Linked DNA regions of Mus musculus: regions 1, 2, 3 and 5 are each linked to region 4. A link is a contact called in public Hi-C, HiChIP or PLAC-seq and promoter capture Hi-C data. All regions are on one chromosome and are shown on one strand. Each heading gives the region's core, a stretch centred on a gene start, on an enhancer-like site or on the middle of the called end of the contact. The rest is flanking DNA. Distances are from core to core; before and after follow the strand shown.

The links. Promoter capture Hi-C pulls out the DNA fragments that hold promoters and counts their contacts. A called contact is a pair of places that touch in the nucleus more often than the background predicts. HiChIP or PLAC-seq counts read pairs in DNA pulled down with a chosen protein or histone mark.
Region 1: a Hi-C map of bone marrow-derived macrophages shows a contact between it and region 4, with 24 read pairs. The contact joins the enhancer-like site here to the promoter of Rcor3 in region 4. A contact is called at or near these places in 9 of 39 promoter capture datasets (the HPC-7 cell line, HPC-7-derived erythroid cells, embryonic stem cells and 5 more), 2 of 484 Hi-C or Micro-C datasets (the HPC-7 cell line and bone marrow-derived macrophages), 13 of 115 datasets of contacts at active chromatin or transcription factors (the SCID.adh cell line, acute myeloid leukemia, bone marrow-derived macrophages and 8 more) and 4 of 9 other capture datasets (adipose tissue, embryonic stem cells, liver and 1 more).
Region 2: a contact with region 4 is called in a Hi-C map of the N1E-115 cell line, with 4 times the contacts expected there. The contact joins the enhancer-like site here to the promoter of Rcor3 in region 4. A contact is called at or near these places in 2 of 39 promoter capture datasets (the 3T3-L1 cell line and hippocampal neurons), 1 of 484 Hi-C or Micro-C datasets (the N1E-115 cell line) and 1 of 9 other capture datasets (pancreatic islet).
Region 3: a promoter capture Hi-C map of the HPC-7 cell line shows a contact between it and region 4, with 2.8 times the contacts expected there. The contact joins the enhancer-like site here to the promoter of Rcor3 in region 4. A contact is called at or near these places in 7 of 39 promoter capture datasets (the 3T3-L1 cell line, the C10 cell line, the HPC-7 cell line and 3 more), 1 of 484 Hi-C or Micro-C datasets (the HPC-7 cell line), 4 of 115 datasets of contacts at active chromatin or transcription factors (bone marrow-derived macrophages, embryonic forebrain, embryonic stem cells and 1 more) and 1 of 9 other capture datasets (liver).
Region 5: a contact with region 4 is called in an H3K27ac HiChIP or PLAC-seq map of VIP interneurons, with 4 times the contacts expected there. The contact joins the enhancer-like site here to the promoter of Rcor3 in region 4. A contact is called at or near these places in 14 of 39 promoter capture datasets (the 3T3-L1 cell line, 3T3-L1-derived adipocytes, the C10 cell line and 9 more), 16 of 115 datasets of contacts at active chromatin or transcription factors (the NIH/3T3 cell line, T-cell acute lymphoblastic leukemia, VIP interneurons and 8 more) and 3 of 9 other capture datasets (adipose tissue, liver and pancreatic islet).

Annotation. Positions count from the first base shown.
Region 1 is chr1:191,848,129-191,851,506 of GRCm38.p6, reverse strand. No RefSeq gene overlaps it. Among named protein-coding and RNA genes, the nearest start is that of Nek2, 28 kb to the right of the region's middle. Within about 2 kb of position 1,791, at least 17 of the 459 cell types and tissues checked have an H3K27ac peak or open chromatin away from gene starts, as enhancers often do. A contact at or near this core is called in bone marrow-derived macrophages and trophoblast stem cells, where this site is marked.
Region 2 is chr1:192,488,412-192,491,661 of GRCm38.p6, reverse strand. The region is part of intron 10 of Kcnh1 (potassium voltage-gated channel, subfamily H (eag-related), member 1); the gene reads right to left. Among named protein-coding and RNA genes, the nearest start is that of Gm31011, 26 kb to the left of the region's middle. Within about 2 kb of position 1,356, at least 5 of the 459 cell types and tissues checked have an H3K27ac peak or open chromatin away from gene starts, as enhancers often do. A contact at or near this core is called in the N1E-115 cell line, where this site is marked.
Region 3 is chr1:192,535,542-192,538,977 of GRCm38.p6, reverse strand. All of the region lies in intron 11 of Hhat (hedgehog acyltransferase), which reads left to right. Among named protein-coding and RNA genes, the nearest start is that of Gm31011, 21 kb to the right of the region's middle. Within about 2 kb of position 1,592, at least 19 of the 459 cell types and tissues checked have an H3K27ac peak or open chromatin away from gene starts, as enhancers often do. A contact at or near this core is called in the HPC-7 cell line, where this site is marked.
Region 4 is chr1:192,136,510-192,139,799 of GRCm38.p6, reverse strand. Rcor3 (REST corepressor 3) reads left to right here and starts at 1,760. Exons shown (of 12, transcript NM_001346740.1): 1 at 1,760-2,061; 2 at 2,311-2,367. The coding sequence starts at 1,902. It overlaps Gm10516 (predicted gene 10516), which reads right to left and starts at 2,902. Exons shown (of 4, transcript NR_033536.1): 1 at 2,739-2,902.
Region 5 is chr1:192,585,925-192,589,293 of GRCm38.p6, reverse strand. The region is part of intron 10 of Hhat (hedgehog acyltransferase); the gene reads left to right. Among named protein-coding and RNA genes, the nearest start is that of Gm31011, 71 kb to the right of the region's middle. Within about 2 kb of position 1,648, at least 18 of the 459 cell types and tissues checked have an H3K27ac peak or open chromatin away from gene starts, as enhancers often do. A contact at or near this core is called in VIP interneurons, where this site is marked.

The sequences.
Region 1 (3,378 bases), core at 542-3,041, 290 kb after region 4:
TCCAGGATGCTCCAACAAGGCTGTCCTACAGAGACGTAGAGCAATGCCTTGTACCAGTGCAGGTACTGGCACGCCATGTGTTTTGTGTCTTTTATCCCAGGTTAGATACCCTTGACCACACCTAGTGTTTTGGGTCTCTTCATTTCAGGTTAGAGTCCCCTGAAATCCTCTCTTCACCCATAGCCAGAAGGATCCATAGGTCCTAATCCCTAAAGAAGACAGAGGTTGGTGACTCCATAGCAATGGGTTTCAGAGCCCCTGATTGAGGCCAACCTGGTCCTGCTGGCTTGCAGCTGCCTCAGCTCCAGCAGACCCAGCCTTTCGGCTCATATAGCTAAGGCCTCCAGCTGTCTGTCTGAAGACCCAGCACTGGCAGCCTGCAGACTAACCCAAGCTCTCCCACCCCCAGGCTATCGACTCTGCCCCAGGCTCTCTCCTCGCCTCCACTGGGGAAGTTTCTAGGGGAAAGTAGGGCTTGGTTCAGGACTCACAGAACTCAACCAGTCAGAGTTGGAGTCTCAGCTCTGCTACTTCCTGGTGTGACCTGCCGTAAGCAGCATGGTCTCCACCATATGGAGTTCCTGACGTCTGTGGATGTGGAACACTGCCTTGCCCATAAAGTAGCTCATGGTGACTCACATATAGTCGGCAGCTACTGAGTATTAACTTAATATTGTCTCTTCCCTGCCCTCTCTGTCCCCCACCCCCACCCTGTGTGGGTTGCAGGGACGACAGACTGAGGTCAGGGTTGGTGGCACACACACTTACTCACAGAGCCATCTTCATGCTTATGGGAGAGCTTTTAAAGATAAAATCGAGGAAGATTGCCTCAGGTATTTTTTTTTCCCCGAGACAGGGTTTCTCTGTGTAGCCCTGGCTGTCCTGGAACTCACTTTGTAGACCAGGCTGGCCTCAAACTCAAAAATCCGCCTGCCTCTGCCTCCCGAGTGCTGGGATTAAAGGTGTGTGCCACCACACCCGGCTGCATCAGGTATTTTGAAGCAGCAATAAGTGTCAGCCACAATGATGGATAACAGGAGTGACGTCAGTCAGAGGTTGGACAGTCTTGCTGAGTGAGCATCCTGGCAGGGCCTGCATGAGGTGCAGTAGGTTCTGTGCAAGTTCACAGTTGGCCTGAGACAGAAGCAGTCACGCTGAGCAGTCCTTCCTCAAGACCGCAAGACTCCACTTTCTTTTTTTCAGTGATTCCATTCTGACAATATTTGCTTCAACCCGTTCCACAGATGAAGAAACAGAGGCCTAGGGACCATTAGATTTTCCCAGGTGACTCAGCTGGGAAATATCCCAGGGCTACAATTCAGTTTGTGACTTTTTTCTCTTTCCCTTCCTTCTCCCCCCCCCCCCCCCCCCCGGCTCTCCTCCTCTGTCTCTGACTGTCCTCTCTCTCTGTTTCTCTGTGTGTGTGTGTACATAGAGGAGAAAGGTTAGCCTCGGGTGCCATTCCTCAGAACCCCAGGAGTCTGCCCCCCTCTGCCTCTCCAGCTCTGGAATTATAAGCACACCCAACCATGCTATTTACATAGATCAAACTCAGGTCCTGGGTGCTGGGAATTGAACTCAGGACCTCTGGCAGAGCAGCCAGTGCTCTTAACCACTGCACCATCTTTACAATGTCATAATTTGGGTTTTTTTTTTCTCTAAATATCCACACAGAACTTACACAACAAATGTAACAGAAAACCCGATTTTTTCCTTTCAGTCAGCCCTTGAAGGTCAGCATTGGTGCTGTGTGAGAAAGGAGACTTTGTCATGTGACCCAGCCTCCTGCTCTTTCCTCACAGATCACTGTGGTAGTCACTTGCGCTGGTCAGAAGCCACTCACGTTTGCACACTTACTTAAATCTGGTTCAACGCATGTTTTACTTCCTTCTTCTGTCTTCTCCTCATGTGGTTCTTCTCAGTTTTGTTTTCCTAGCAGTTCCAAAACCAGACAGTGTCCAATAGCAAGCTCACAGTTCCACAAAGCTAAAACTCTTATTTGACAACGAATAACCCCATTTCACAGACTTGCCAGCTGAAGGAAGTGCACTGACCCTTCAGGGTCAGCTCAGGCCATGGCTCAGCTTCGTTCTGGCAATCCATTCAGCTGTCCCCTTCATACCCTGGCTTACCTTTATAGGCAGCCTCGCTCCTCAGGAGCAGAGGAAGACACAATGAAAAGCCAAAGGGTTGTAGAAACTCATCTTCCATCCATGAGCTAAAGGGTAGCTGTTAAAGACCAAACCAAAGACCCCGTGCATTTAGGCACTGACCCATATCCTCAACTAGGATCAGTATATACCTATATATAATATATGATATGTGTCATATAATACATAGTTTTTATTCAGAGACAGTCTCATGGACCTCAGGCTGACCTGAGTCACTATGTAGCCAAGAATAGCTTGTAACTTTTAATTTTTTTCAAAGTCTACATTTAATGATGGTTCTTAAATGCTTTAATCTCCCTTGTAACCCACCACCCACCAGAGGGAGTGGAAAGAAAGGATACAGTGGAAGCGGACCTATTTAGAAATGGTTCTTTAGAGCAATTCCCATCTGTGTTGTCTAGAAATCAGCAGTTCAGTTCACAGGCTAGCAACAGCAGCTCAGTCCATTTGTGAACACTTCACAGATACACCAGCAGTCCAGTTTGGTAGAGTCAGGTTAGCAGCCGCAGTGGCATGACCTAACAGAGACAGCCAGACCACAGCCTAGGCACAAGTCAGCAGGTGAGACCTGGAGGATGCCAGGAGAGGTTCTTGGCTGTGCCTCAGCAAAGCAAAGTGAAGATCAGCGAAGACATGAGACCCACAAGCATTGCACAGTTAGCTCTATAAGCAAGCCAAGCTCAGCCTCCATCACAGTCCGTCAAGTCCTGTTTATACCCTCCAAACATCACATGTCATCCACAGGTGTCGTTGGCACGTGCGTCTGTCTCAGCTGACATCACTCTGCCAATCAGCCTGAGCCCTAGGAAATGGCAGTACACCACTGTTTTTTGGCACATTTCTCTCAGTGAAATCCCAACAAATGGAGATCAACTATGCAATGTAAAGTCAGACCAATACAGGCAATCGTTAGTAAAGACTCCCCCATCAGGTGTCTGTTCACATGCTTGCTTTAGCACAACATCCTTTCTCCTGTGTCTGCTTCAGTAAAATGTTCTTTTACAAGTGTGCCTTTCACCGATGTCCACTTTAACAAAACGCCCCTTCACATGTTTGCCCCAGCAAAACACCACCCAACACAACTGACTTTCCAAAGAACACATAAGTTTCTACTTCAATATCTCTGAATGCCTGATCTTCCTACTTCTATCTCTGGAGTGGAATTAAAAGCCACCAGGGCCAGCTTTTGTTTGTTTGTTTGTTTGTT
Region 2 (3,250 bases), core at 107-2,606, 350 kb before region 4:
CTACATGAGTTTATGTATGCGTACCACGTGTGTGCTGTTTTCTACAGAAGCCAGAGGGTGTCAGATCCCCTGACCTAGAGCTACAGATCATGTTGAGCCTCCTGTTGTGGGTGCTGGAACCTCACTTGGGTCCTGTGAAACAGTTGAGCCCTCTCCACATCTCTCCAACCAACCCTTGATTAGAGTTTTATAGGGGAAAGCAAAGAAACAGACATGGCTCCTTTTATAAGCTCCTACTCCCCACTCCAACCCCCACCCAGTACTCCACCCCCTGCCTTGGTATAGTATAGAATATATATACATACACACACACACACACACACACACACACACACACACATACACACACACACACACACACACACACACACACACACACACACACATATACACATACACACACACACACACACACACACACACACACACACACATATAGCTTCTCACCTTTACTAAACCAATTACCACTTCTGTTTACATATTCTTCAGAAATTTGTTTAAAAGCATCTTTCTGCTACATTTTTTCCCACATTTTATTTTGTCCTTAAGAGCTTCTGACTAAGCAAACCAAACCAAAACAAGTCTTGTATGATTTTATTTAGTTTCCAGGAAAGCAAAGATAGATGACCTGGGTCTTCCTACCCCAGGTTTTACAGTTTTATTATTTAAATGTTTAAAAGGCCTACTGGAGTCCTTTTAAACTAAGTGCCCAGAAATCATGAAGTATAAATAAATGTTTTAGTTAAAAGACAAACAAAAAAATGCAAAAATATATTTATAATTGATAAGCCAAATATTGCTTTTAGAGATTGATAAGGAAGAAAGCTTTTCTATTCCAGTTTTTAAATGCATTCAAAGATGGTGCAAGGCCACCATAAAGGAAATGTCATGGTGGCTTAGCACACGGGAAGATGCTCAGTCCCACTCATAATAAGGGTAAATTAAAACCACTCCAAGGCACACCTGCTGACGTGTAACAGCCTCCACTGTGGGTGAGGAATTCTCGAAGCAAGCATCTCACAGGGCATCGCCAGCACTCTGTGAAACCTCCCAAACACCCATTTCCCATCTGTACTGTGGGTAACGGTGTCTGCTTCCTAGGGAGACTATAAGAAGGGTGCATGTGAGTGCTGACATAGAACAGTTGTTACTACAGAGGGCATCAATGCTGCCTTCCGGACGCTGCCCTGTGCTGTGGCACAGCAAACACCCACTACAACACCTGTGTCATTAGTCCCCTGTTCAAATGCCCTTCCTTGAGCCTGACATCTCAGTGTTCAGTTCCATTAGGAACCAGCCCAGCCCCTAAGCAGGACACAGACCAGCAGCCAGATGAGCCAGGCAGGCGGAAGATGGAGGTTAATGATGGTGCTCCAAGCTGAAATGCAGGAACAACCCTGTCATGTGGCAGCACTTTGAGAGATAACATCATTTGGGGACTATGACAGGCTCAGATGCTGGTTTAAGGAAGCAACACCCAGACAGGCAGAGGCGCCCTTGACTGGGCAGATACCACAATGCAAATCCCTTGGGTCAAGGGTGGGAAGCTTCCAGGGCCACCTGAAACCAAGTCTGAAGTGTAGAGGTCCTTCCTGCTGAGAAGTCTAGCGGAAGGGAGACGGGAGCAGCCTGCCCCGGGTCTCAATAGGAGGAGGGACCGTGGCTTCCTGGTCATTTAGATGTTTAGGTTATCATCTGTATCTCTGGGCCTGATACCATACTTCCACCAGCTACTCCTGGCTCTGCTCTTTTGTTTCCTCCCATGGCTAGAGCCAGAGGCAGGTCTCTTCTTTCCAGAGCACCCTGTTGAGACATCCATGCCTCCACCCACCATTAACAGCTGACAACTGGCATTTGCTGATGTTTTCTACTTGACAGGAGCCTGGCACACACATTGCCTCCATTGAGACTGGGGCATGGGCAAGCCTTCTTCCCTTGAATAATGAGTACACGGGAGCCAAGGGGAGGGAGGCAGGACCCAGGCTCCTCTGACCCTCATGCTGCCCTGTCCTTCAATGGCCATGTCTGGACTTAATCAGCTAATGGTCAACTGCATAGACATGTAGTCAGTTTTGTCTAATTAAATCCATTCCAGACTCTCGCTTCTCTCCAGACATAAAGAACAGCTGGTCAGGACCCTTTCTTCCCACAAGCAAAGCATCCAGAGCACTCTCTACCCTGCTGCAAATCCCAGATCCTCTTCCCTCCCTGATCAGCCAGGGTTTGGGACTTGAGGCAGAAAGCAGCTGGGGTGGATGGAGCCTGGGGAGGAGGGTGGATGGAAGCTGGAGAAATGAAGTGGATGGAAGCTAGAGAGGTGGGGGGGGGGGTGGAGGCTGGGGAGGGGTAGGTGGATGGAGCCTGGGTGTGACATCTGTTCTAGAAATGGGCATTTATCTCACTTGGAGACATTAATGTTACCATTCCCTACCAGGCTGAGGGTAGGGGCATTAAAAATAAGTAAAGATGGCCACTGAGGCAAGACCGGACAGCCCCTGTGGGAAGGCACTGTCACCGTGGGCCTGTGAGAAGCCCTCTGTCCCCAGTCTTCCTGTCTGGGCTGTCCCACAGCCTGTGGCCTCATGCTGTTCTTGTTGGATCACCTAAGGACTGATAAAGTACACAGAAGGTTCTGGAGCCTTGGGCATCTTCCTGGGACTTTAACCTCTGTATAGTAACCTATAAAGATCTGTGCCCAAGCTGACAAACCACAGTCCTGGAGTGAGTGAGCTACGGGTAATGGTGGTCTCTGTCAAGTGGCCAGTGACAGGCTCTTCCCCAGCTGCAGGGAGCCCTGTGGCCAGTCCAGAGATGACAGAAAACCATCCTGTCCCAGAGCTAGATACTGGTGACTCCGGTCTCCATTGCCAAAGTTTTGTGGCTCAGAAAGTAGAGTGAGCAGCTCTACTTTCTCAGGTAACAGCTCTGTGGCCCCAGGACCCTTGCTCCTCTCATTGCCTGAGCTACAGATTGTGCTTTACTTCTGTCCCTGTCTTAGAATCAGCTCTGACTCCTTCATTCCTTGTCCCCAGGTTCTGTACATACCTCCCATTGCATACTGTCTCCAGTTCCCACAGAACCCTAAGCAGTGCTACCGGCTATAATTTTAATCAGCACTGGCACCACCACCAGACACCTAGGGGACACACCAAGTTCCTTGCATATTGTATTCTAGCTAACCCTGGGAACATCCTAGGGTGGTGGGGTTGGGAGAGACTCCTTTCACCAACCCATTTTATAGATGCAGAAA
Region 3 (3,436 bases), core at 343-2,842, 400 kb before region 4:
ATTTGCTGCTTTTTATCATGCTACTCTGGCATCTTTAATGTCCTTGTGCTTCATAACTTAGCATAAGGTGACTTTGCCTGGCTCTCTGGGGGATATGCTCTTTATCAATCTATCCAGAAACAGATGGACACCTAGAAGTGAAGACCATTAGACAGATCAAGACTTACAGAGGAGGCAGGGGTGCCAGGACCACATCTTGGCCCTGCTGGATCTTTAGGGTAGTGTGTAGAAAACCATGAGAACTCAGTGTTAATATGTCTAACTCGCTGCTGCCTTCTGCATGTGGCTTCGTGCAGGTTGGATGCCTAGTAGCTGTGTTCCTAATTATTTACACAATGTTGATGATTTTGAGGTTGACCTGTTCTGAGCAGCTTCTGTCATGAGTCTATCCCCTCAGTGCCACCATTCATTGCTGTGGTGTCAGCTGTTCTCTTACCCCGCCTCCAACACAGCTGTTGTATACTCTGTCTTTCAGCCTCACCTGAACAGCTTATTTAAAATGTGGTCACTTTGCTCTTACCTGTAGGAGATTCTGATGGAGCAGCTTAGGATGGCCCCAGGAGCCTTTACTGTAGAGAGCACCTCAGTGATTCCAGTGTATCACTTGGGAGAAACTATTGTAACTGATCTGCAAATTGTAACTATTGTAGCTGAGGGAAACTATTGTAGCCGATCTGCAAATTGTAACTATTGTAACTGATGGCTGCTTTGGATAATAGCATGGGAAATTTCTGCTTTCCCTTCCTGTACCCCACAAGTACCCATTTCTTCAGACTGGAAGAACTGACATAGGTAATACTCTTTTGACTATTCTGTGTCTCAGTCTAGCACACCCAGGAATTCTTGGAGAAGACCTAGACCATAGACCTAGGCAGGAAAATAGTCCAGAGCAGTTCATCACAATGATAAGCACCCACGTTTAGACACATACCATTTAATATCAGAATTTTGCTCATCAATTTACTGGATTTTTATAGGTTGAGAGAGGGACACTTTGGGAAGTGAGGTGATCAGGCATGAGTGGGATAAGCAGGTGGCATTGCAGCAAATGCTCGACTCCAGAGAGAAGCAGGAGGTGGTAATGTGCCCCTCAGTCTGTGCCCACCTTAAGACACTGTATAGAAACCCAACACTCTCCATACTTGTGTGACAAGCACTTCCTTGACTGAGCCATCTCCTCAGCCCCTGGGCATTTTTTTTTGTCTAGATTTTGTGTAACAGTTTTTGTAGTGTTATTTATTATTTCTTTCTACGCTGTAGCTCTAGTATAGTTACTTTTCTATTGCTGTTGATAAGACACTATGAACAAAGCAACTCACAGAAGAAATTTGAGTTTACTGTCCCAGAGGGTTAAGAGTCTGTCATGGTAGTGGGTGGGTGGGTGAGCTGCAGGCGGGCAGGCTGCAGGTGGTGGGCATAGCAGCCAGAGCAGGAAGGTGAGAGCTTACTTCTCCCACTGCATCAAGCAGAGAGCACTAACTGAAAGCAGACGACCCTGTTTACCCTCAAAGCCTGCTGCCAGCCCCTGGACCATGACGTACTTCCCCATAATCATTCCCAGCCACCAACAGGGAACCAAGACAAATGTGCAAGACTATAGGGGACATTTGTCATTTCCTCATCTAAACTAGCACAGTAGCCTCTTCCTCCCACCCCGCTGTAATGATGTTTGCAGATGACAGCGCTTTCTCACTCTGTCAAGTCTCATTTATGAATTATTTCCGTCACTGTTAGCATTTTCTGTGCACCGCGTAGGAAGCCTGCCCATGGTCACAGAGATCTCTCTGTTTCAGTTTTAGAAGCTTTACTTTGCTTCTTTTTTTCACTTTGGTCTCAAATTTGTTTGGGATTAATTTCGTAGAATATTATGAGATTAAGATCAAAATTTGGAGGGGGTCACCTTGGACATCAGATTTACCCAGAACTTTCCTTGAAAAAGCCATCCTCTCTCTACAGATGTGCAGTTACAGTGTTGGGTCAATACTGTTCCTAGTGAGGTTGTATAATTCGGTCACTGCCAAGTCAAGATGACCGTCTTCCCTCTTCAGCATTGTCAAGCTTATTCTAATAGTTCTCAGCACTTATTGCTTCACACGCACTGTCTTACCAACTTCTTCAAAAAAAAAGTTTTAGTTTTTGAAATTGCATCAAATATATGTAAATTTCTATAGCATCTGGTTTATCCTTGATTTATTTAGAACAATAAAACAGAAAACTACTAATCAGTGGTAAGTTTGAAAATTATTTATATTCATGGAGAAGTAACTAGGTGTTGTATTCTGACATGTTCTGGAGTGTTCCACTCATGTGGAAAGTGACTCATATCTTCCAGTGGAAGTTGGTGATGCAGAAGTTAGTGGAAGATCACAGGTTTTATATGAGCTGCCTGCACACAGTGGCTTTCATGGGACACCTCATTAGCATCACTGTTTATTCTAACAGGCAGCTTTGGATGAAAACGGAGTACTTTTATTTATCTTAATGGACAGACTCTAAATGTAACAGAGCTGATGGCTGAAGCATCTAGAGACCATGTACAGCCATTCAGAGGTATTCAGGGAGGTAGAAAATGTGTGCTACTCTGAAAACCTAACCTAGGAGGAATGTTTTCCTTGATCACAGATTTGTTCCAAGCCTGCTTTCTTTTCCTAATGCAATTAGCCCATGACACATGAAGGTTTACAGAGCTCTATTTGTAGCTTTTATTCTATAAGGGTCTTGAGATTACTTGTATCAATTTAAGAATCCTATGAAATCATTATCAGGGATAATGAAATCATCAATTTGTCTATATAAAAGTACATCTTCATACTGATTCTGAAGAAAATTTGTCTAATAGGGTGGGCTGATATCTAGGAATCATTAGGTCATATAATAGTGACAGGAAAGGCATATCAGCAACAATAAGCAATCCTGGGATGAAGTCTCTTGAGGACCCTGCATTTCAGAGCAAACTCATCACAGCCATGCAAAATGGTGGGCCATCTCCAAAAAACTCACTCACTTGCCATAGCCTTTCTTAGATGGCTTCTGTCAGCTCAGGCCTCATTTCGAGAGGTCTGCACTCCTCAATGTACTCTCAGATCATAACTTATGATTAAAAATTGTCTTGTATGATGTTTGGATGAGAATGGTCCCCATAGGTTCATATGTTTGAATGCTTGGTTCTCAGTTGGTGGAACCATTTGGGAAGGATTAGGAGGTGTGGTCTTGCTGGTGGAAAGATGATAGTGGGGGCAGGCTTTGAAGTTTCCAAAGCTCACCCCGTTCCCAGTTTGCTGGTGGCTGTGGATCAGGATGTAAGTTCTCAGCTATTGCTCCAGCACTTTGCCTGCCTGTCTGTTCCTCATTGCTGCCATGATGCTCATGGACTCTAGCCCTCGGAAGCTGAAGCCCCAAACAAACAAACCCTTTCCTTTATAAGTTGCCTTGGTCA
Region 4 (3,290 bases), core at 511-3,010:
GGTCTAAATATTCCAGTAGAATCATTTTACTGCCAAGATTCTACTAATCAAAATAGTCCCAAAAGCCCTTGAAACTTTTGATCCCTAATCTAGACGCAGATTCTTTTCTACAGAAAAGTGAATCAGCACTATTTCAGAGTTAAAAAGTGTATCTATTAAGAGGCCTCTATTTTGTTTTGTGGTTTTTTTTTTTCTTGAATTTTCTTTTTATAGGCTCTAGCTTTTGTACTCCAGGATCAAAGGAGCTGATGTGACAGGGCTGAGATGAGTCGTGTTCATTAGAGGTTGGAATGTAAAAAATAAAATATCATTTCAGTTGTCCATAACATTTCTCCTTGCAGAAAATAAAAATCAGACTTAAAATATCCTTCAGCAATGTGTTTTTTAAAAAAAGGAACCGATGCTAGGTGTGGTGGTGCAGCTCTTTACTCCCAGCACTCAGAAGACAGAGGCAAGCGGATCTCTGTGAGTTCCAGGACAGCCAGAAGTACACATAGAAATCCTGTCTCAAAAAATAAAACGGGAGGGGAGGTTGAGTTGTGGTTCAAAAATTAATGGACACATATAGAGCTAAAAATCAACTATTTCCAGTACCAGTACTGTTTCTCCACCCGGACAAAATACTCCCTCCTTTAGACAGATGACCGGCCTAATTCTTGTATCCCAGAGTTTTCTTGGCTGAATTCTTGAGTAGGTCTGTTATTTCTCAGTAACAGAATTCCAAAGAACAGTTTTAACCTTCAAGGTAATTTTACTGTTACCCCCAAATTCTGCAGGACACACATCTGTATATTAAGCAACTCCCCCCCCCCTTTACTCCTGAGACACAAATCGTCCTCCTTGCCCAGACAGTATGTCATAAGCAAATATCCTTAAATCTGGGGAAGAAATACAGTCCAGCCAATCTTCAACTGGGTGCAAACTGCCAGAAGGCAGCTGGCCTCACCTTTCTCTGCAGCAGCAGCACCTCTCTGCAGAGCACTTCTCTCTCCACCCTCTCCAGAATTGCTCTGAGCCACCACCCCAGGCAGTGTCGACCCAGATAGCACTGGCCCGGGGAAGGTAGAGTTCGGTTATTTATTTCCCCACTCGTGGCATTCGCTTCTTAGACAGCAAAAGGGAAAGAGCCAAGTGGAAATACTGCCCTTTCAGTCCCTCTCGGACCTCACAGCAGAGAGGAGCTGCCTCGCCAGGTCTTTAGGGCCGGTCTCATTCCGGAGTGAACCGATCCTGCCTCCAACCGGAGGACCCAGCTCCTACCCCGGGGCGCACCTCGCGGGAGCAGCTCCTGTCTGAGGCCGCCAACCCCTGCCCGCGTCACCGGAGCTGCTCCGGTCCAAGGCCGCCATCCTCATAGCTCCTGTCAAAGGCCGCCATCCCCGCCGCTCCTCACCGGAGCAGCTCCTGAGACCGCCATCCCGGGTTCCCGGTCACGGGAGCAGCTCCCGCCCCGCGGCCCCGCCTCAGCAGGCCAAATTCCTTCAGCTGAGACAGGGCAGAGGCCGCCTCCCCGCCCTCCATGCCGCCTCCGGGGCCTCCACATCGTCTCCCGGCCCTCGAGCGCCCGGGAACCGGCCGGCTGGGGACGCGCGGGGTCCCGGCCCTCTGGTCTCTCCGCCCCGCGGCCGGAACCTCCCTAGGGCGGAGTGATCGCGGCCGCCCAGTGAGGAGCGCGCGGCCACGAGGGGCGCTCGGCCGGGTGGCACGGCGCGGGGCGGCGGCGGCGGGGGAGGGGAGGGAGGCGGGGCCGGGGCGGGCCGGTGTGGGGCGACTGCGCTACGGCTCGACCGGGGCGGTGATGGCGGCTCCATATTAACACCTCCTCCTCCTCCTCCGCGCTCCCGCCCGCGCCCGCCAGCCGTCTCCCCCTTCCCTGACGCCACCTCTCCCCCTCCTCTACCATGCCCGGCATGATGGAGAAAGGGCCCGAGTTACTGGGGAAGAGCCGATCGGCCAACGGCGGCGCCAAGAGCCCGGCGGGAGGCGGCGGCTCCTCGGCCAACGGCGGGCTGCACTTCTCGGAGCCCGAGAGCGGCTGCAGCAGCGACGACGAGCACGGGGGTACCTCGCCGCGCTCCCCGCCCCCGCCCGTCCGCCCGGCCCCCTTCCCCGCGCCCTCCTCCCCCTCGGAGCCGAGCCGCGGCCGCCGGAACTCCCGGTGCCGCCGCAGCCCGCGACCCGCGCCTCCCCGCCCCCACCCGGCCACGGCCTCGCCCGCGCTCCCGCGGCTGGAGAGTCTCTGCCTTGCCCTTCCCCTCTCCTCTCCTTATTTATTACCATTTTACCATATATCTTGGCATTGCTTTGCAGATGTTGGGATGAGAGTCGGAGCTGAATACCAAGCTCGGATCCCTGAATTCGATCCAGGTAGATATATTTGCTCACAGGAAAACCCCATCTCTCTCTCTCTTTTTTTTTCCCCCAGGCTTGCTCTGGGGTGGCCGGCGTCGGGATGGGAGGGAGTTACGTGGTGTTGAGTGTGGGGCGCACCAGGAGAGGCCAGGGCAGGGCAGGGCAGGGCAGGGCATCGCGGGCGGGGAGGCTGGCAGGCTCGGCTGGGCAGTGACACAGGGCGTGGGGGTAGATGTGTGCATGGCAAGGTGAACATGGTTCCCTCCCGCGGCACTTGCACGCTGGTGGCTTCGCACGGAGGTCGCGGGTCCGAGGCCCGGGGCGTGGGGACTGCAAAACCAAGGGCTGCAGGAGAGGGCGTGCGATCTGTGTGTGCATGAACCTACCCCAGGTCAGATGCCACTCCGACCCGCCCTGGGAACCCGGGGCTCAGCCAGGCTCCGCAGGGCCACGCTTGGCAACCGCCTGCTGTCATTAGCCCGAGCCAAGGGCGAGCCCTGCGACCCCGGCGCACACGGGATCCTGGTTTTTCTTTCTGCCGAGGCGGTGTGGACCTGGGCGGGGAAACGCCCGTGCCCGACACCGCCCCGGTCGCCCCCAACCCCTCCCCGCGCGCCGACCCAGCCCGGGGAAGCCAGACCACAGGACAGCGGCAGCAGCTGCCAAGGAGACATTTTCTCCGGAACAGCCAGGTTCCAGCGCCCTCCGCCAGCGCAGCTTGCGGGCTCCCTCTCTACTTTTCTCCAAACAGGCTCCCCGGCTGTCACGGGATGTCAGGCTGCTCAGGGATTGGGCGAGAGTTCCGCATATGGAGGCGCCCTTGCTGGAGCCTCTGGGCCTGGAGTGCTCGGCTGCTCTAACCCAGCCAGACTTGCCACTGGGTGGGCTCTGCCCTTCCCTGCCTGAACTGCCCTCCCACTTTTCCTGCAGTCAGTTTT
Region 5 (3,369 bases), core at 399-2,898, 450 kb before region 4:
GGAGCTAATGCAGAGGCCATGGAAGAATGCTGCTTAGTGGCTTGCTTTCCCTGGCTTGCCTAGCTTGCTCTCTTATAGAACCCAAGACTACCAGCCCACAGATGGTACCACCCACAATGGACCTACCCATTCTTTGAGAAAATGCCTAACAGCTGGATCTCATGGAGGCATTTCCTCAAGGGAGGCTCCTTTCCCTGTGATAACTCCAGCTTGTGTCAAGTTGACACACAAAACCAGCCAATACTTTGGGTGAAGGAGGGAACCAGAAAGAGGGATAGAAATGTAGGGGTAGTTTTGCAGAACCCAAGAAGAGGGTGTTTCATGGAAGGGAAAGCTCACCGGGGTGATGCCACTCAAGGATCAGGTAAATGAGACTAAGAGCCTTGGTTAGAGGGCTATCAGAAGCTAAGAGTGGTGAGTGACATCTCTCTCCCTGCAGCCTTTGGTGTAGTTGAGAGGAATGCTGTATGCAAGCCAGCTGAGGACCAGAAGAAGGTGTGTATGCACTATACCCAGAGAGAAGCCTCTAGAACATTGATGTTCATGAGGAAAGGAGTTGATGTGAGCTGAGCTCTTGGTTCCCAAGGGGCTTGACTTGGGCAGAGCCCTGATGAGTTAGCAGCAGCACTGGATCATCAGGAGGGAGAAGCCTGGCCCTGTAACACACAACTTAAATTGGGATCCTGGCTGCTTGTTGAAGTCCAGAGACTAACATGACATGAAAGGCAACTGGAAAGACCAAAAGGTCTCCATGTAAAGGGCTTGAGTGTCACACTTAGAAATCTGGAAATGCAAAGTCCTTAACCAAACAAACATGTTAAATTAATATATTAATACCATATGTCAGACCAACACGCTGGAATAGCTCCAAAGGCTAGAGCAGGCCTATTCTTATAAACAGCATGTTCCTTGGTGGGCATGACTGGTTGGTGCCCCGTCTGTGGTCTCCCCACCATGGCATCATTAATAAAGCTGGAAACGGCTGTGCAAACCGTTGCCTATGTATTTTCTTCTCAGTGGCAATCCGAAGCCCAGGTCTCACCCTCTCTGGTTTACAGGTAGAACTCTGAGAACAATTCCCCTTCAGCTCAGATATGTCAGCCTCCATAGACTTCCCTTTGCTGAGGCTGCCCTGGAGGGAGGCTTTAGGACAGCATCTGGTTTCTCCTGGAAGACTGACTTGTGGCTTCAGCTCCTTTTCCCACCAGCTCAGCTACAGCAGGACAGGTCTCCTGCTCTCCTGCCACTGTTGTCCTAGCTGAGAGCGAAACACAGACTTGCAGAGCAGTGCCTCATGGGGGAAAAAAGCTCTTGTAACATACCCACTGAAAGCTCTCTCTGGGTTTCCTTCCTAAGGCTGAGTCTCTTTTCTTACCCTCCAAATTCAAATTATCTACTGGAAACAGCAGGGCTGGAGCCGCCAAGATTCCTGTTGTTGGGCCCTTTGCTTATTCCCTAAGTAATATGCTCATACTAAGTGCAGTATATTTTTATGTGTTTATATGTGTGTGTGCTGCGCTTCTGTGTGTATTGCATGTTTGAGTGCTCATTTTAAAGCTTTGAGAAGGCACGGAGCATAGGACTCCTAAAATAAAATCCTTCTAAAGTGTCTCACATCTCTCCAAAGACCTAGAAATAAACTCCGCTTAAAAAAGCACGCCGAGCAGCTGCTGGCCTTGTTTGAGATGAGCTGGGCTGGCAGCCGCGTGCCTGTAGCTACCCACACAAAGTGAAGAACGCGCTTTAAGTTGAGTCTTGTTTCCTCTGCTGTTGGCCCTGTTCCTGTAGCAGGTTGGAGTCAATGACAGAATGACCCTTGACTGTCTCTTATGAGGGTGACAGAAAAGACCACAGTATAAAAGATGCAGGGCCTTCACCAAGCTGGCTGTGCTCTTGAAAGTGATGGTGTTGGAGTAATGGCATTGTTGGTGCAATGCCATGATAAGAAAACATTCTTGCCCTGTGAGGGGAAGGTGAAGGATAAGGCATATATGTCATGAGACTTACTCATCAGTATACAGGAGCACAGAAAAGCAGCAATGGAAGTCACTGCTTCTTGTCTCCTCTGAGGGTGACACCTGTGCTGTGTATACTATGGTTTCTACTTCTGCACAGAGAGCCTGTACTGTGGTTCAGTCAGAGGAAGACTAGCAGGGTGGACTCACATATCTTATTTGTGTCGGAGGTTGGAGGGTAGAGTTGTCATTCTGAGGGACAAGATACCTGGGGCTGTTGTAGCTCCCAGCTTTGATTACAGATGAGACAAGATGGACACTGACTGGGGTTCTTTCAAAGTGTTATACTTAATAATTGCTTCAGCCCTTCTAGGTCGGTTCATACTCGAGGTTCACAGTTGAGGGGACTGGAGACAGGGAAAGGCAAGTATTTAGCTCTACTCTGTGGAAGTTGAATGCAGTTCTATGTGATCTCCTCGGAGCATCCTAAATTTCAGACACAAATGATATTCCTGGATAAGTCCCTCCTACCCCATATGAAGCACATGACCATCTGCTCTGCGTGTCTTGGCTGCTTGTGCACATTAAGTGACTAAGTGACATTCCAGCTCTTGAACAAGTTATAAAGTATGTGTGTGATGTGATGTGTGTGTAAGTGATGTGTGTGAGCCATGTATGTGATGTGTGTGTGATGTGTGTGTTGTGTGTGATGTCTCTCTCTCTCTCTCTCTCTCTCTCTCTCTGTGTGTATGTGTGTGTGTGTGTGTGTGAGAGAGAGAGAGAGAGAGAGAGAGAGAGAGAGAGAGAGAGAGAGAGGTGTATTTCTGAATGTATTTACTCATGCACATATGAGTGTATGTGCATGTGGATTCTAGAGGACCATGCTGGGTATATGCCTTAGTTTTTGAGACAGAGTCTCTCCCTGAACCAGGAGCTCACCAGTTTGGCAAGGCTGGCTTGCTGTCAGGCTCAACCCCCTGCCCTATCACTGCTTTCCCAGTGCAGAGGTCACAGGCAATGCTGTGCCCAGCCTCTTACATAGGTTCTGGGGATCTAAACTTAGAATGTTTCACTCGCATGACAAGCACTTGACCCTCAAAGCTCTCTCTCAAGGCTCCAAAACTTGAACTTTAATTGTAGGCCCACACAGTTGTGGATGAGATAACTAATCTGAAAGATCAATCTAAGTGAATTGGGGCTCACAGAGGCAGATAGTCACATGTAACTTAAGGATGGAGATGTAGATATTTTATAATGATGTGAACTTTATAGTGTGAACTTGTACAAACTGAATGGCTGTCATATCACCAGGAGACAGACTCTTAGGGAACCACCATGATGTCTGCTGGCTCTACTTGACAAGAGGTGTTGTTCAGTGAGGGTGTGATATCACAGATGTCACACCCCCAACTCC